Linked DNA regions of Arachis hypogaea: region 2 is linked to region 1. The links are chromatin contacts, called in public Hi-C maps. All regions are on one chromosome and are shown on one strand. The core of a region is the stretch at or near the end of the contact, and the rest is flanking DNA. Distances in the headings are between cores, read along the strand shown.

Evidence for each region. A called contact is a pair of places that touch in the nucleus more often than the background predicts.
Region 2: a contact with region 1 is called in a Hi-C map of leaf, with 10 times the contacts expected there. The contact joins the promoter of LOC112715611 here to the promoter of LOC112715607 in region 1. A contact is called at or near these places in 2 of 8 Hi-C or Micro-C datasets (both in leaf).

Annotation. Positions count from the first base shown.
Region 1 is chr10:52,889,417-52,895,773 of arahy.Tifrunner.gnm2.J5K5, forward strand. LOC112715607 (small ribosomal subunit protein uS9) reads right to left here and starts at 2,755. Exons shown (of 1, transcript XM_025767376.3): 1 at 1,792-2,755. The coding sequence starts at 2,439. The coding sequence ends at 2,002.
Region 2 is chr10:53,729,633-53,735,989 of arahy.Tifrunner.gnm2.J5K5, forward strand. LOC112715611 (CBS domain-containing protein CBSX2, chloroplastic) reads left to right here and starts at 3,270. Exons shown (of 9, transcript XM_025767380.3): 1 at 3,270-3,406; 2 at 3,641-3,920; 3 at 4,020-4,107; 4 at 4,208-4,272; 5 at 4,450-4,498; 6 at 4,780-4,832; 7 at 6,077-6,192. The coding sequence starts at 3,729.

The DNA of each region.
Region 1 (6,357 bases), core at 1,505-4,004:
TCCTCCCCAAGGACCGTAACGTCAACCCACTGAGAAAGAATGTCTACAGAAGCCATTTTTTACGTAAAGAAAAGTGGCAGAAAACCTACAAAAGGAAAAAGAAAAAGAAAATCAAAAAACACGGCCACTAAAGAAGAAAGATTCGAAACTAGAATCTACGGGTCAACCTATCTACTCGCAAAACAAAACATGCAAACATAAAGCATGACATGGAAAAAGCAAAACTAACCTTTATCCAAAAATGGAGGTTGGTGAAGGGCAGAAGTCTTCGAACACAAGGATGCAATACGAACAAGATAAAGAGAAAGTTTGAAAGATTGCAGAAACGGAAAATGGAAAGAGAGGGAAAGTATTTATAATAAAGGCTAAGGGACATAATGGTAAAAAGCGAAGCAGTCATTAATGAGACTGCACCGTTACCAAAGCCCTCAATCCCTAAAAGATCCCTCAACGTACACGACGCTTGAATTGACGTAACTGTCAGAAACCAAAAGTCGCGGAAATCACGTCGGTTTCCAAGATCCGTGTTCTTTCAAACAAATCGACTACGAACCCGAGTTGAATACTTGAACCCAAACTTTATAGGAAATTTGGGCTCAAGTAGGGGCACTGTTCATACCCTGGCCCAATACAAAGGCCCAGGTCCAACTAAAAGGCCTAACCTAAAGGATTAGAGCCTAGCTAAGTACCGACCTTCACACAAGAAGTCGGTATCAACCACGACTTGGTCAAAAGAGGTCGGATGCGAGATTAGCTGGCAGATAAACACTCATTCAAATGAGTAACCGCCCCTAAAATCTCTCTAACCGTCTCATAAAGCCATATCTTAACCTCCCCAAGATAATAGGGACGGTTACCACCCTAAAGATACGGCACTACACCAACGGTGGTTATTGGCTCATCTCTATAAATACACTGACACTCCCTCAGGTATCTCGAAGTCCAATACTCTCTAAGACCTGCTTACACTCTTGCTAACTTAGGCATCGGAGTGTCTTTGCAGGTACCACCCCCCATTCACGCGCGAGCACAAGTCGGACGGAGCCTCCCGAGTTGCGGACCTACCCGGAGTTCTCCTCCATCATACACTTGGGCCGCCAAACGCCATCCTCAGCATTAATCTCCGGTTACCTACCGTAACAAACTTAAAAATGGAACGGATTCTACTTGCATCTGTGTTTTCAATCACAATCATTTTGTCCACAATAACACTCCGAGTTTTATATAGTTTATCACAATATAAGCATCAAAAGCATCAGGTTTGCCATGCCATGGATCCCACACTAATATCTGAACACATCTTTTGCCCGTAGATTTTTGTAGTAAACAACACTAATTCAAACTTATTGTGGCGTTAAATACTTTTACACCCTACAGTTGCAAGAGAGACGAATGTATTTGGGGCATTCATTGGAGACCCACTATTTTGTAGTGTCCTTCTCGGCCCTTCTTCGTTCCACCATTCTGATAGCATTACCCTCAAAACGAGAGATGCTCTGAATTTAAAGGCCGTACTTTTTAAGGAAGAGCACATATTCTAAATTTTACAATGAAATAGCAAAAAAAAATGTACCAATGTAGCTAATAGTCATAACCACACACACGGGGGACTTAATAATCCCAACTATATTTCATATGAAAAATGCTTCATATTGAAAACTTTTGATAGCAGGTGATTAAAAGCGTTCTCCCCAGCTTGACATTATTGTTATTCAGTCATCACTACAGCTACCAGTAAAACAGTAATTAGAAAACTAAATTAAATCAAATTTAAAAACCAAAACACTTAAATGAATGAAGAGTTTTGCATAATTCATATCTAATAATCAATGAAGTTCTTCGATTAAAATTAAATATCTGTAAAAAAAAAAAGCATCACATAACAATCAAAACGCAATAAAATCTCCAAGACTTAATATAACTACTGCTCAATAAGAGTTTTCCACAGCATAAAACATGAACCGAAACCCCATACCCCAAAAAACCCCTCCTTTTCTCTCCCTAACGGTAAGATTTCTGGAACCTCGCGCGAGCGCCACGACCACCGAACTTCTTAGGCTCACAGCGCCTTGGATCAGCAACAAGTAAGGTCCTATCGTACCTGACGAGAATGTCCTTGATCTCCTTCTTGCTCTGTTCATCAACGTACTTCTGGTAGAACGCAACCAGCGCCTTCGCTATGCTCTGCCTTATGGCGTAGATCTGAGAAGTGTGTCCACCGCCCTTGACGCGGATGCGCATGTCGACGCCGGCGAAGCGGCTCCGCCCTAACAGAAGAATCGGCTCGAAGGCCTTGAACCGTAGGATCTCAGGCTCAACAACCTCGATTGGGCAGCCATTGATCTTGATGAGCCCGCGGCCGCGCTTGCAGTAGGTAACCGCAACCGCCGTTTTCTTGCGACCGAAGCATTGGACCTGCTCGAGAGGCTGCGCCGCCATTGCTTCCTCTCTCTCTATTCTCTCACACTGCTGAAGGCGTTGCTTGTGTTATCTGTCTTTGGAAAACCCTAAGTTTTTTGCGCTGAGTGAGAGATAAAGGTGGAAAATTTTGGGAGAGCGTTATATATGGCGTTTAGGGTTTATGTACGGTTGTTAAAATAACCTTGGGTTGTTGCCAGAATTACCAGACTGCCACTAACAGCCCAAAATGAGGCCCATATGAAAATGAAAGCCCACTGATCTACTGTTGGAGCTTTGAGATTCAGCCTGATCTCATGTTAAGCTTTTTTATAAGAAGAAAAAATAAAATTCAACTGTTTAAGTGTTTAATGTGTCTTAGGCGCCGGTTCAGGTTGTTTTCATGGGTCTGGTCCAGTTTTCGGCTCCAGGCCTTGACTAAAAACTGTTGTCCAATAAATTATGAGATATCTATTCATCTACAAAAAAAAAAAAAATACTCAGCTCAAGGAAAATGGTATCGCTAGACTGTTTCTTTTTTCTTTTGTTATTGGAATTTTAGCCGAATTTTGGTTTTTTATTGGTATATAGAATTTAATTTATTCAAAATTGAAGGCCCAATCTTGTTCAAACCAAAATTATTTTTGTTTAATTTTGTTATGGGAAAGAAGTTAGTATCTTGGGAGGATATTGGAGGGTGGGGTGATTTACCTGGCGGTGGAGCTTCCGGTTAACGCGCAGGAGCGTGGTGACCCTGCTACTGAGTAGCGTGTTAGCACCACGCAAGGGTGTGGTGACGCGGTGAGCATGCACGTTTCTGGCACCACGCAGGGGCGTGGTGGAGCTGGCATCGTGGAGTCCCGATGTTCCTGCACCACGAGAGGACGTGTTGTAGCTGCTGCCACGCAGGGAACAGGTCTAACCCCTGTAAACAGCAAGCGTGGCCTCTTCATTGCTCTATATAAAGAGTCTTCTTCTCCAACTGCAATATAGAAAGAAAGTGTGTTAGTGAGAGGGAAGAAAAGCATTAGGGGAAGGAGGGTTGTGAACTCATATCAGAGAGGAAGGGTCTTGCTACCTCACAAGGTGAAAGGGTGAAAAAATAGGCAGTAAAAAAAAAATTATTTTTGTACCTAATTTAAAGAATAGTTCGTAATTATAAATTATTTAGATCATCTAATTTATGTAAGTTGGTAAATTATATTTTTATTGTGTATTTTAATTTCTGTTATTTTTTGTTATTTAATATGTTAAAATATAATTTTTTTTGTTAATTTTGAATTAATTTTTTGTTATAAAAATACTAAAATAAAATATATATTATACTATACTATACGATATACTAAAAATTTTTTTAAAAAAAATATGTATTTCTCTACGGTAAAAATATAAAAATAATATTATAGTAAAATAAAAAATATATATTCTGTAAATAAATATGTATGTTGAACATATTCAAAAGTTTAATATATAAATGTTAAAGTAATAAATAAATATTAGAAAAATATATATACGTTGATGTTATTAATAATATTAGAAAAATATATGTTGATGCACGAAAAAAAATATTTTAACTATGGTAATGCATTGCACGTTAATGATTCTAACAAATAAAATATTAAAATAAATAAATATGTAAATAATATTATTAATTGAAGTGATCACAAACAAATAGATATGTTAATATTTGTTTATTAATAAATGAATATTTATAATTAATATAACAAATATATTTTTGTTGATGTAGCCTAACAAAAATTTATTGGTGCGTAAACTGAATCCGCTACAGAGTTGGAATCCGAAGGTCGAAAACTACTTACACGCCACGAGATTCTACCATGTATCTAGGATTTGGATGATAAGAGGATTTCGCTCGTTGTTAGCTTCTCTGGTTGAAAGGTGGATGCCGGAGACTCACACATTTGTGTTGCCGGTGGGTGAGGTTACAGTGACATTGGAAGATGTCGCGCATATATTCGGCTTACCCATTGATGGAGAGCCTGTGAGTGGATGGACTGACAGTAGTAGTGATTTCGTTCACAGTCAGAGCATGGCAATATTCGGACGTGAACCAGTACTCAGTCGTAATTCGAAATCCTATATAAAGCTTGGTTGGGTTCGACGTATCAGAGATGCGGAGCCATTGGACATTGAAGAGTCCATAAGGAGATACGTGAGATGTCAGATTTTCTGTATGTTAGGGTCGACCCTATTCACAGATAAGTCGACCACATACGCCCATGCGAAGTATATACCGTTGCTTCGCGATTTCGAGTGGATCCATACATATAGTTGGGGTTCAGCATGTCTCGCACATCTTTACAGAGTACTATGCCGTGCATCACGATATGATACGAAAGAGATGGATGGCCCTCTTAATCTGTTGACAGAGACTATTCTGAAGTTCCATAAACGTCATGGTGCATGGAACCACAAACGTAAACGGATTCTGGCACACAAACCTCACTCCCTCATGAGTATTACGTATTATTTCTCCGTCGCGATACACTTCCAAATTTACGGTACCCTCCATTATACCAGAAACACACTCAAAGAACACTCACACACTTTCTCAGCATAAAAATGGACCCAAACACTGCCATATATAGAGAGTAGCATTCACCACGCCCCCACATTTTGATTGCCTCCGGCCAATCACGTATTGCCACGTGTTAGGACGCCCCTGCGTGCTGACTCAGCACCCCTCCACGTGCTGCTGTCACCTCATCACGCCCCCACATGCTGCCATCGTGTACCAGTCACACACCGCCATGTCATCATCACACCCCCACGGGCTGCGTCAGCACGCCCCCACGTGTTGCCCCGTGTACCACTCATGCTCTGCCACATCATCATCACCCCCCATGTAGCAGTCAACACGCCCCCTACGTGTTGACCATGAACACCAGACATCCACCATTGGGTAAAACACAATCTTCTTTCATTTTTGGGCAAATCACCACTTTCCTTCCCATATTGAAATTCTTTAGCCTTTGTTCATACATTGATTTATCATTACACGGCAAACATTATTCCAAGTTAAATAGTCAATGACAAAGTTGTTTGTCTCAAGTACAGTCACACTTGTACATTTCTTGCGACCGAAGCATTGGGCCTGCTCGAGAGGCAGCGCCGCCATTGCTTCCTCTCTCTCTATTCTCTCACACTATTGAAGGTGTTGCTTGTGTTATCTGTCTTTGGAAAACCCTAAGTTTTTTGCGTTGAGTGAGAGAGATAAAGGTGGAACATTTTTTGGAGAGCATTATATATGGCGTTTAGGGTTTCTGTACGGTTGTTAAAATAACCTTGGGTTATTGCCAGAATTACCAGACTGCCACTTACAGCCCAAAATGAGGCCCATATGAAAATGAAAGCCCACTGATCTATTGTTGGAGCTTTGAGATTCAGCCTGATCTCATGTTAAGCTTTTTTATAAGAAGAAAAAATAAATTCAATTATTTAAGTGTTTAATGTGTCTTAGGCGTCGGTTCAGGTCGTTTTCATGGATCTGGTCCGGTTTTCGGCTCCAGGCCTTGACAAAAAACTGTTGTCCAATAAATTATGAGATATTTATTCATCTACCAAAAAAAAAATCAGATATTCAGCTCAAGGAAAATGGTATCGCTGGACTGTTTCTTTTTTCTTTTGTTATTGGAATTTTAGCCAAATTTTGGTTTTTTATTGGTATATAGAATTTAATTTATTCAAAATTGAAAGTCCAATCTTGTTCATACATTGATTTATCATTACAAGGCAAACATTATTCCAAGTTAAATAGTCAATGGCAAAGCTGTTTGTCTCAAGTACAGTCACACCTGTAAACTTTTGGAGGGTTAATAAAGCAAATGAAATATGTGAATGAAAATAAAAATTAAAATTAAGAAAAGAAATAAAAAGAGTAATGAAAACAAAAATTGGGCAAAATTGTAAGGGATCCTAAGAGAGTTGCGGCCGAAACCC
Region 2 (6,357 bases), core at 2,020-4,519, 840 kb after region 1:
ACACTTAAAGTAATAATTTTTTATAAATAAATAGATTTTATACTTCATTTTAAACAATGTAATTTTACTTTCATTAATTAATCACATTACTTATAATTTTTTTTTATAATTTTACACTTTCATTCTAATCACATTACATTATTTATTTAGAATGAAAGTGTAAAATTTATTTATTTATAAAAAAATTACATTACTTTAAGTATAAAATTATAAAAAAATTAAATTTATTTAGAATGAAAGTAATGTGACTAAGTGTAATTTACTTAGATATAATTAAAAAATAATTGAATATTATGTACAGTAAAAAATTGATTTTATTGATGGATAATATTAAAATTTATTTCTATGTATCGTTTTTGTCCCCAACATTTTCGTCCTATTTAAGTCCCTAATGTTTCGAAATCGTTTCAATTTTGTCGTGCTGTCAACTCCGTTAACGGATCCCTAACAACAAGACAATATTGAGTCAATTTTAAAACGTTAGGAACTTAAATAAAACGATTAAAATGTTAGGAACAACTTTAGGACTTACTCTAATATTAGAGACAAAAATAATATTTTACTCTTAATAATATTACTCTTCTCATAATTTATAAAAAAATAATATTATTAAAATAAAAATGATAATAATCAATAACCTATAGTTCTAATTGTATAATCTCTCCCTATTAAAATAAGAGAGTGCGAATTTAAATCTCCTTATCTTTAGTTAAAAAAATTAAGAATAATAATAGCATTTCTTTATTAATATTGACGTTGCATCCTTTCCTGCTTCCTAAGACCCAAATCCCAAGTAGGCGAGGGATAAGTCATAGTAGCTTAGATTCAATTTTAGCAGTTTGTATTGTTCTAGAAGCATTTTGAAGTTGAAGTTGAAGTGTGAAAGTGAAAGTGGAATTTTTTGTCTTGAATTTTTAAATGAAACAGTTTTCTTTGTTGTCAATGATGATTATTTGAAACGAACTCAAATTTTTTTTTTTCGGTTGCATTTTCAGAATGGGGAAGAAGGTTCAAAAACGGCACTTGATTTTTTTAATTTTTTAAATGTTTATATCTTTAAATTTCTCTATATATAACTTATTTTATTAGGTATTTTTAAAATAAAAATTTAAATTTAAAAGAGAAGGTATTCAATTTAAAGTTATGAAAAAATGGGTTCGAATTAGTCGGTCGAACCATAAACCAATAAAAATAACAAATTAATTAAATATTCTAACGGAAAAATTTAAAAATTGTAGTTGGACCGGTCGAAAATCAATCGGTCGAAACGAACTAGGAATCGATCGATTATTTTTTTATTTTCACCCAAAAGTTCAAAACAGCATTTGATTTAGAGGAAAAGAATCCTAACCAAAACAAGAAGCAGTAGCACCTTTGTCTCTCTCACAGTCTCACTTAGACGTTATCCTTTTTCTTCTTCTCATCGAGCTGCTCCCTCTTTTCCTAACTTATGTCTAGCTACCATTCTGTTACTGCCACCGTCGTAATTTCTGGAAGCTGCTTTCATCGTGCAGCCATTGTTCGAACTTCGAAGACACCCTCACCATGGTAACTATTCTCACCTCTTACCTTAATCGTGCAGCCACTGTCCCGTCGGCACCAGCTTTGTTCCACCGTACTCCTTTTCGTCAGTCGTGTCAACCCTTCCATCGTGCTCCCTGTTTCCTTCTTTGCTGAGTCTGCCTTTTTCTAGGTATTTTTAACTGTAATTGTTGTTAATTAATCTATGACTTGTGATTTTTCATTATCGTAGTTTAGAATTGTGGATAATCTTAAATAATTGTTGTCAGTTAATCTGTAAATCTTGTTGTTGTTAATTTTTTTATTCTGTAATTATCTTGACTGTTGAGATTATTGGGTTAGTGTGGGTTACTATAAGCCTGTAATATTGTTATTGGGTTGCTGGTAAATTTTAGGTATGGATGAGAGTATCAACCAAGAAACACTTAAGAATAATAATGCAGAGAATAATTTGGCTTCGAATCCTGTCTAGAAACTTCTCTTCTTCTTGAATCTAACGATAGTCATTAGTCAATCATAAACTTCTAATGTTTCAAAAAAAAAATTGATCCAGCTTGAAGATATGTTAGCTTTACAAGTAATAAACGGAAAATTGCATTACCAATGTTTGTGTTGTCTAAGTACTTTTGGAGGAGAGAGAATTAATAGAATGAAAAAATATTTGACAAAGATAGATGGAGATATTAAAAAGTATTTTAAAGTCCCTTATGACGTAGAAAAACAAATGAAAAATTTATTGAAAGAAATTCAAAAAATTAAAACTAGTAAGAGAAAAGTAAGTTTTAATGAAAATGGTAGTGATGAGATTGAAAATACAATTGATAAAGCATTAATGCAAGAAGAACAATAAATTCCGAATCAGTTACCATTAAAGCAAGTAATTATAAGTGATCCACAAAAGAAAGCAAAAATCTTTATTCCTCCTATGTTTGCACAAAGATTGTTATTGATAATGTGTTATATATATCGTTAGATGATATTGATGCTGATTTTGATCAAAATAGTGTTGGTAGTGGTGATAATAATACATTTTATGCTGTATGCCTGTATCACTTAATTTTTTTGGTGCAAATAGTAAAAATGAAGGTGATGATTTCAAGAAAATAAATTTGTAGCAAATTTTAGAAAATTTTAATGATTGATAATAAATTTAAATGTTGTCATTTTATATTTGATTATTATTTTTATTATTTAACTTTTGAATTTATAATTAAATGAAATTATAATATTATGATTTTTATAATATTTTTAATTTAAATAATAAAATTTTTATTAGATTATAATTATGATTTTATCTATTTATTAATATTTTATTTATTATTTTATTATAAAATATTTTTTAAATTAAATTATGATCAAATCAATTAAACTAATAAATTAATAGTTAAAATAGTTCAAGGTGGGGTTGGATTTTCATAACCTTGACTCAATTATTCAGGCCAACTACCTTGCGTAGGCCCTACCAAGGCTCAACATGGGGAATAAGCAGCATTATAGACAACCACAACAAAACTAAGTTGGGTTGGTTTAGTAGTTAGCTTACTAATTCACTTAAGTAAATGTCAGGTATTCGAATTCCGCCTTGTGCATGCAGCAATCCATTGGCCAGCGACAAATTATTAAGTAAATCTTAATACCGCGACAAATTAGTCTTTGACCTGCTAAGTTGGAAAATGCCTAAAAATAAAAAAAAAAACAGACAACCACAACCACATAATTATACGCACATAATACAGGTTTAAAATATTGGAAAATCTTAAACAGAACTCCATGCGACTAGAAAACGACACCGTTCAACAACCCGCGCCGACTGCGATACTACATTTGTGTCAGTTTCCGCAAACTATTCTTCCCACCGGTTTCAACGGAAAATCTGAAAAGTAAAGTACGTTCACGTCTCCTTTTCAAATTTCATAATTCATTCATTATTCAACCATTCTACTTTGAATTTTCTCATTTTGTTTTTTCAATTTACATATCTTCATATTTTTCATAATTTATTCTACAAACTGAGATATAGAGAGAGAATCAGAGATTGGCATTATTGTCAGTACCAAAAATAACTTTCCTTTCTCCATTCCACGCTATTTTTGGTCTCCGATCTCCCTTCCACTTACAGCAGCGGAAGAATCACCAGCAAAATCAAAATTAGAAAGAAAAGCAAAACAATTTTACATTAATAAAGGATTTAAAGAAAAATCATTGACATGAGTTCGATTCCTTTGATCAACACACTCCCTGTTGTTGCTCCGCTTCGCTCCGTTTCCCCTCCTCAATGCGGCGAGTTTCTTCCTTTATCCGCCATCCCAAAACGGCGACGTTCATTGTCCTCAGCTGCGTTTCGCCCAGTTTCTTCGGGCCCTGGCCCAAGCCCAGGTCCAACTATCAATTCAGCTCCGGTAAGTCTTCTTCTCAACGGATCAAGCTTCTCTGATACGATAACTGCTCTTTACCCTTCTCAGATGAGGTTATTTTTGTAATTTGATGTTGGTTTTCAGCGCGGGAATGGAAGTTACACAGTTGGTGATTTCATGACAACGAAAGATCATTTGCACGTTGTCAAGCCCTCCACTACCGTTGACGAAGGTAAGGATTTGTTTCTGTAATTTTTTGTTTTTTATTATTATGTTATTTAGTGTTCGTTTTATATTCTCCAAGTTTATTTACTTAAAATTTAAAATTTCAGCTTTGGAGGCACTCGTCAACAACAGGATCAGTGGTCTTCCAGTTATCGATGACGACTGGAATCTCGTAACTTTTTAATCCCCTTCAGCTATTTTTGCATTATTCTTTAATGATTTTAACGTTCTTCACTTTTGTTTTTTTCATGTACTTGTCTTTTCATCATCAAAATGCAACTACTTTGACTTTATTTTACTTCCTCTTTGAGACTTACCTCTTTTTCTTTCTAATAAAAAATTGCTGCAGGTTGGAGTTGTTTCAGATTATGACTTGCTAGCAATTGATTCTATATCAGGTATATTATATTATTTTATTTTGTTCTACTTTTTGCTAATTCTGAGTTGGAAATCATTTGTGTTAGTTATCCTTTCTACTTTTCAAACTTCGTGTTGTTATTGTTGAGAATGGTGACACTGAAGATGACAATATGCCATGTATGATAGTGTGGGCATTGAACTTCTTTACAAACCTTAAGCAATGCTATTATAAAATTCTATGGTTGTGCCCAAGTTTGCAAAACAAGAGTTCCGCATCCTGCTGCAAAGTGTCTACTAATCTTTTGTTTTGGCTTTTTAGGTGGTCCTCAAAGTGATGCAAACTTATTTCCTGATGTTGGTAGCTCTTGGAAAGTATGTGCAACTTTTTCTTCTAACTATGCTAAATAGATTTGCTGTCAATCATTCATAACACCTCTTTTATTGATGTTCATGGAATGTGCTTTGTAAATTGAGATGGGGCCATTCTATTATGTTGTTCACAAACTTAATTCTGAACCTACATGCAATCCTCTATGACAATTGAATTTCAATTTTTATTTTTTTGCCATGCACACCGTTGTTTTGCTGAAATAATAGTATTTCACTGAATACAAGGTCGTCGTAACTCGTTATAAATTCTGAAGCCTTGTGTAAATTTCATCAATTACTTATTGATCAACAACTGTATACTGCTTCTCTAAAAGATGGCTCTTCCGAATGGGAGGTAGGGTTGGCCCTTATTGGTGATCTTGATGGACATGCTGGAGAGGTTGCTATTAGTGTTCAAGTTTTCAAAAAATGCAAGATTTTTAAAAGGAAGGAAGTGGTATAAATTTTGAAAAATCGTGACCAAAATCATTTGCTTTAATCAGCGAACCTGCATCTTAGTTATCTCGTATTAGGAAATATTGCTGTCTGAAGTATAATTTGGACGAGTGCATCTTTGTATCCATTTGTATCTAGAGTCAAGCTTCAGGAAATAATGATCTGATCATGTGAATGTAGCAAAGTTTTGCTTGAGTTCAGAAATTACTGTTCTGAATAAGTTTACTTAAAAGTCCCAGTCTTTTGCAATAGAAGAATTTTGGAAGTCAGCCAGGTCTTTTTGAGTTTATGAATCAGTGCCTTCCAATATATATATGGGATCAGCTGTCTTTCTCCTTTGTTTTTTTCGGGAAATGTAGGGTACCTTCCTTTTTGCCTTTGTATTGACTACTTTTGAAATTTGCAAGGGGAAATGTAGGGTACCTTCCTTTTTGCCTTTGTAACTACTTTTGAAATTTGCAAGGTGGTCTTGGCAATGTTATATGGATTCTGTGATCAAACATGATCCTCAAAAGTACGACTTTGTCAGGACATTAAGATCATTTTTGTGTGTCAGGTAGTAAAGGATATGCATAGGTTCCGTATCTTAGAAATAACAAAATTTTGGCCTGAATTTTTTTAATATTCCTTCCGCTGTCTTCTTTGTGTTACTTGTCATGAAGCAGAAGGGAGCTTGCAATCGTATGAAAACTATCATATTTTATATGTTAGGAACAAACGTCTATTGAACTATCATTAGTTTATTATGTTAAGCAAAACTGTCTTGTTCTAATTGTTTGCTTCAATGACAGACATTTAATGAGATACAAAAACTGCTTAGTAAGACTAATGGAAAAGTTGTTGGTGACCTAATGACGCCAACTCCACTTGTTGTTCAAGAATCTACTAGTCTGGAGGATGCTGCTAGGTACTGATTTTATGTATAATCAACAACATTGAACTCTGTGTTTTCTTCCCCTTTATATTCCAGCCCATGTACACTCAATAATTCTTCGCCAATGTAAAGGACAAAAGAAAAGAAAAAACCTACTCCAGATTAATTTTCATTTACATGTTCCCTTAGAATGGCAAA